2 separate regions of the Ovis aries genome follow, and region 2 is linked to region 1. The links are chromatin contacts, called in public Hi-C maps. All regions are on one chromosome and are shown on one strand. The core of a region is the stretch at or near the end of the contact, and the rest is flanking DNA. Distances in the headings are between cores, read along the strand shown.

Region 1 (2,914 bases), core at 197-2,696:
TATATAAACATCTGCCTGTGTGCTCAGTCACTTCAGTGGTGTCCAACTCTTTGCAATCCCTTAGACTGTAGCCCTCCAGGCTCATCTGTCCATGGAATTTTCCCAGCAAGAATACTGGAGTGGGTTGCCACACCCTCCTCCAGGGAATCTTCCTGACGCAGAGATCAAACCGGCCATCTCCTGCACTGCACACAGATTCCTTATAGCTGAGCCACTGGGGAAACTCATATACACATCTAATCTCTGCTACATTCTGCCGGTCACGGGCGGAATGTAAAATATGTCAGTGCACTACCAGGGGCCTCCCATATTTGCCCCTTCCTTCCTAGTAAGACTGAATTCAAGTATTGTGGCTAGGATACAAAGCATCCAGCCAAGTACTTGCCTTATGAGGTACAGTGATTACATTTTCAAGCTATAAATTAGGAGTCTTAGAAGTATTCAAATATGTACTTAATCTGGGAACAACATTCGGAGAAGTGCTGCAGAGAGCACATTATGGAGAACAAATGAAACAGAATCAATAACATGACTGCATTAAACTTTTATCTCCCAGGAGCCAAGAATTATGGACATGAATCATTTATTCCACATGAATGCAGGCAACTATGAGCATGAGTGCAGTAAACAAAGAAAGGAAGTGAAAAATCCAAAGGAAATGAGGGTGGCCAGAGGGAGGGGAAAGGGAGGAGAAAATTTAACGGCTGAATGTAATTGCCAGAGTTAGAACTGGTCAACTGCTTCGAGAAACAATGCTGTAAATCGTATGGAAATAACTGGATGGGATTTAAAAAAATAAAAATTACTCAAATAATGCTAAACCTCCCAAAAGGCGTCACCAGCTTTTTAAGTCTAAACAGTGCTAGCAAGGCCTATCATATCTAAGACTATAACATTACCACCAAAAGTTATAAAGAAGGTACAAAGGAATAACAAAGGTGAGAACAAAGTCCAAAAATGAGAAAGTGAACAGCAAAGTAGGAAAATAAATAGCAAGGGTACTGTCAGCGGCTGCCTCCAATGGGGTTCCGATGTCAAGTACTTATCCCATCCCATAGCAAAGGGGTTCCTAACGAGAGATACAAATGCCAGAGAAGCGGGCAAAAATAGTGGCCCAATTATTTAGATCTCACCCACCACCTCTAAATATCTAAGTATTTGGACAGATACATATTTCTACAATCAGATATGATGAAACAATGAGTACCTGAAAATTAAAAATTTGTGTACTAAGGCCCATATGTATTACTCAAAGACTCATGGACTGTTTTTAACACAAAAAAAACAAGTATCATTATTTAATCAGACTCAACAGAAAAGAAACAGGACAGCAACTGCCGGCCGCAGGCGCACCCCTGGCAACCAGTAACAGCAGGAGGAGACCAACCAACCAAACAAAACCCAGAAACACACCCATAAAAAGCAGTCACGGGAACTCAGAGACACAGCAGTCCAGGGTCATTTAACCCAGCGTCAAAGAACACTCCCCACTGTGACAGGCTTTGAGGCACTGCCATGCTGAGAAGGAAACAATCTGATACTCAGAGGAAGAAACTCAACTCACCAAGAAAGGGCAAATGTATTAACATCTTTTCAGGAGCCTAAAGTAACAAACATAGAAACAGCACCCAGTACAGAATAATATATAACTATAATTTAGTATGTCCTATAACACTCATACACAAGTGGGTAACATCTTAAAAGGGGAATATCAAGATTATGTTTTCTAGGGCCTTACAATTACAATTAAAAAGTGAATTTTTAAGATTCAAAAGTGCCTATCTTTAGAAACATGTCTAACACTGCAAAAATCCATTATTTTTAACCACCTAAAAGATCCCTGGGTTGGGAAGATTCCCTGGAGGAGGGCATGGCAACCCACTCCAGTATTCTTGCCTGGAGAATCCCATGGACAGAGGAGCCCGGCAACCTACAGTCCATGGGGTCACAAAGATCAGACACAACTGAGCGACTAAGCACAGCACAAAATGTTTTTTAAATTTTTCTTTGCTGATTCTTTGATTTCAGAGTTTTATAGTTTATTCTCTCATGTAAAAATAGTTTATCTGTAAAAACTTCAGATAATAAACAAATGTGTTTAAAAAAACAAGTGAAATGCATGAATTAGGAAAAGCCCACTTGTTAATGGACTGCCAATACCACCACCTAGTGGCCAGAAATCCATAAAACTTTCAGAATTGAAGCAGGTCCACTGGCCAATAGCTGAAGACAAATGGGGGAAAATACTTCTACACCTGAACAAATTTTCTGTTTGTATAGTTCAAGCATTACTGAAAAGCCACATGGGAGCTGTGTGAGAAAGCTTATGACAGTATATGAAAATGTACCTCTTTAAACCATAACGGGTAATGTGATTTATTTTCCTTTGTTTATTCTTATGCGTTAAAGCCACGCTGTTCTTTAGCTGTCACACCAGAAATTCTCTCTTAAGGAGCTCTGCAGAGAGCGAGAATTTTCTAGTGCTCTATAGCAGGGCTGCACGTGCATGAAGTTGGATGCTGTCCAAGGGAAGGGTATGCTGTTAGACAATCTTCCCAAATGAGCTGGATGTGGAGAAGTGCCTTAGGAAGAGTTCCAAAACTACATGGAATAATGCTGAACTTTATCTATTGGCTCACTCTTGCCTTTGGAGCCCTTCCATCCACCACATGGGAGGAGGGTCTCATCAACTGACCAGCTACATTCCACTGTGGCTTTCCTGGGTTGGGAATAAATGGCTGAAAAGCAAAGCTAAATGAGATACATGTCTTTAGTCATTAGATCAACCTACTTGATCATCAATAATCCTTTAAAATTAGTGCTTACTGTATATAAAATCTCTAGGACCAAGATGGAGAAACAGGAACTAGATTTACCCTCCTGTCTGAAACAACCAAAAAACAAAACAAAAGAA
Region 2 (2,893 bases), core at 285-2,784, 320 kb before region 1:
CTGGGAGAAGTTCAGTCTAGTCAGTGGAAGTGAGTTCCTTTTCTCCAGGGTGCTGGGAGTTTATACTGGGAGGGGAGGAGGAATGGTTTCGAAACCTAGATACAGGATGGCTGTGGGTCCAGCCCTCCCATCCTCCGGCTGAGCAGGAGTATCCCTGGGGGGAAGCTGAGGTGCTCCCTCCACAGGGGTGAAGCTCCGAAGGGCTGGGTGGCCGCAGCGGCGGGTAGGGACGGGGGGTGGGGGGTGGTTGTGGGTGGTGAAGGGAGCACTGTGGCTTCGGAGCCTACGTTTGAAACCTCCTGCTCCATCCCCATCTGTGTTTCCAGGAGCAGGAGAAGGAGGCGCGGAGCAGGGCGGCCTACATCTCCGCACTCCCCGCGTCCCCGCACTGGCGGAGGGGCTTTGACGACGACAAAGATGAGGACAAAGGCCCTCCCGGGGGCTGCAGCCCTGCAGGTGGCAGCGGTGGTGACTTCCACAGACTGGTCTTCTAATGGGAACCCTCGATCCACCCCCCCGCCCTGGCCTGCTCGCACTTGTGGGGTGCCACAGCCGACCTCGGGGTGGGGGGCCCAGGTCCCGGGCAGAGGCGCTCGGCCAGGTGGGGTCTGGGGGAGGCTATGGAGGCAGCCCCTTCCAAGGGCGAAAGCGATGGAGCAGGGGCTGCCAGCCTCAGCCTGGCAGGCACAGAGACTCAGAGGCGGAGGTGAGACCCGGGTCCCTTAAACTGCCCTCAGGCCCCGACGCTGGGATCAGCCCCCTTAAGACTTGCACCCGAGTTGTGGTCAGCTTGGATTAGCTGAGATGGACACTCTCTGGGCCTCAGCCCCTGCCCCGTATTTGCCATCAAGCAGCAGTTCCCTTCCAGCTCCTTTCAGACAATTCTGTCTCTCTATAGTACAGACCCGAGGAGGGTCCCAGCCCCAGCACAAACAAGGGGCTGCGTGTCGCCCCTCCGGCCGCATCGTGCTTCTCTGAGGGGCCTGAGGCGATGTGCGTGGGTGCTGACGCTGTCCCCTTGTGAGGAGCGTAGGTGGGAAGCGGGCTGGCGTGGGGTCAGAGAGGCCCCCCAGCCCCGCCAGCCCCGAGCCGCAATGTGGAGGGTGTCCAGCCGCAATGCGGAGGGTGTCCAGCCGCAATGCGGAGGGGACGGACGGCCCCTTAGCCCCATCTCCCGCCTCAGTGCCTGAGATCCCCCCTTCTGGGTATGAGAGAGAGGCCTTATTTTACTGCAAGTGTGTGTGTGTGTCTCACGACGTCTGTCCTGAGGGACGCTGGCTGGCTCAGCGCCTCAGCTGTTGGTCACGGTCCCCGGGGCTGGTGGGGGCGGTCTGGTGAGGAGCAGATACTGCCCGCGTTGTGCCCTGACACTGCTGTACCCTTTCTAAACGGAGAGGAGAGAACCAGGGTCTCAAACAGGAATAAAAAGAGGTTCTCTGAAGCCTTCAAAGCTGTCGTTCCTCCCGCTCTAGCCATGGCTTCTCGCGGTCTCTGGGCAGGAAGGCAGGGACACCCCCTTGCCCTGCTGACCTGCGTGCTGCACCGGGGAGGTGAGTGTGCCCTGCACGGAAGTGCTGTGTAAATGTGAGGCCTGGTGGGATGTGCCTGGAATGGGGGGTGGGGTTTGACTCTGGAGAGACGGGTGCACAGGCTGGGGCCGCCCGGACAGGACACTGTAGACGGATTCATCGATCAGCTCCGGGCTGGCTGCCTGGAGCTCGCGGCTGCTCCCACACTCCTTTCTTACCCCTGATAACCTGGGTGGGTGGGCTCAGGCCAGGAGCAAAGCAGCCTGCAGCCCTCAGGGCCCGCCCATCTGGGAACCTGGCACAGTGACTGCCTGGCCAGGGGCTTCCTGGGCTACAGTGGAAGAGCTGAGCTTTGGCCCCAAAGCCCACGGAGCCCTGAGAGTCAGGGACCAGCGCAGGTGGGCTGACAGGTCTGTCAGAGACCGAACGGTCATGCTTAGAACTCACCTCTGTGGTCCAGCGCGCCTTTGAAGAAAGATGAGCGGGCAGAGGTTGCTATTGCTTCCATTTCACACACCAGGAATACAGATTCCAAGGTGAGGAGGATTTGCACTTGTTCTTACAGCCAGGAAAGGCCCCCAGTCATCTCCTGTTGAGTGGAAGGTGGCGTGGCCGGGGATGGGGGCGGACTGTCTGGCCGAGGACCGGTGTCCTGTGAAGCCCGCTGCCCACCCCCTGGACGAGGCAGATGCCGCAGCCTCTCTGCTTGCTTCTCACGGACTTTATTGTCATCTAGCTCCGCCACTCCAGTAACAAGGGCCCTGCAAGCTCCAGGCCTGTACCATGTGTCCCCACCGCAAAAACAGGACGCCTGTGAACGCATTCCCATCCCACCCCAGACCTACTCACAGGATAAATACATGTTACAATTTTTTTTTTTAAAGAAAACAATAAATTAATAACTTAAGTGATTAGGCACCAACAGCAATTTGAAAAATTAAATGTCAATTTTAAATGGTAACAGGGCCAGAAACCTAAGAGTGGACTTCTTCTAGCCCATTTTCTCTTCTTGATAAAGCAATGATTCCGTGAAAATGATTCTACATTTCAAGACACGTGTAACCAACAAACACGTAAGAACACACACCACCAAATACACGCCAGCCCCGCAGCAGGCGGCCCACTGGCCCCCCGAATAGCTGAGTTTTGGAAGGCGGCAGCTTGAGCGCTCCTGTGCGCAGCCTCTGACCCTCGCTGTGCGCAGAAGGACGGACGGACGGAGAGGGGAAGGACACACCGACTTCCCTCCTGCCCTGCGCCCTGCTTCCAGCTTCCGGAGCTCCGTCAGAGGGCCATGGGCAGGGCAGGGTGGGGTGGCCACCGCTGGGGGCCTTAGCCCCGGGGCAGGCTGAGAACCGTTGTGC

What was found. A called contact is a pair of places that touch in the nucleus more often than the background predicts.
Region 2: a contact with region 1 is called in a Hi-C map of liver, with 4 times the contacts expected there. The contact joins two enhancer-like sites. A contact is called at or near these places in 8 of 16 Hi-C or Micro-C datasets (blood, hypothalamus, liver and 2 more).

The regions. Positions count from the first base shown.
Region 1 is chr21:15,088,358-15,091,271 of ARS-UI_Ramb_v3.0, reverse strand. All of the region lies in intron 4 of NARS2 (asparaginyl-tRNA synthetase 2, mitochondrial), which reads right to left. Among named protein-coding and RNA genes, the nearest start is that of NARS2, 16 kb to the right of the region's middle. Within about 2 kb of position 1,446, at least 14 of the 54 cell types and tissues checked have an H3K27ac peak or open chromatin away from gene starts, as enhancers often do. A contact at or near this core is called in liver, where this site is marked.
Region 2 is chr21:15,403,877-15,406,769 of ARS-UI_Ramb_v3.0, reverse strand. It overlaps GAB2 (GRB2 associated binding protein 2), which reads right to left. Exons shown (of 10, transcript XM_027959276.2): 10 at 2,236-2,893. It overlaps USP35 (ubiquitin specific peptidase 35), which reads left to right. Exons shown (of 11, transcript XM_060403948.1): 11 at 327-1,441. The coding sequence ends at 494. Among named protein-coding and RNA genes, the nearest start is that of USP35, 62 kb to the left of the region's middle. Within about 2 kb of position 1,534, at least 6 of the 54 cell types and tissues checked have an H3K27ac peak or open chromatin away from gene starts, as enhancers often do. A contact at or near this core is called in liver, where this site is marked.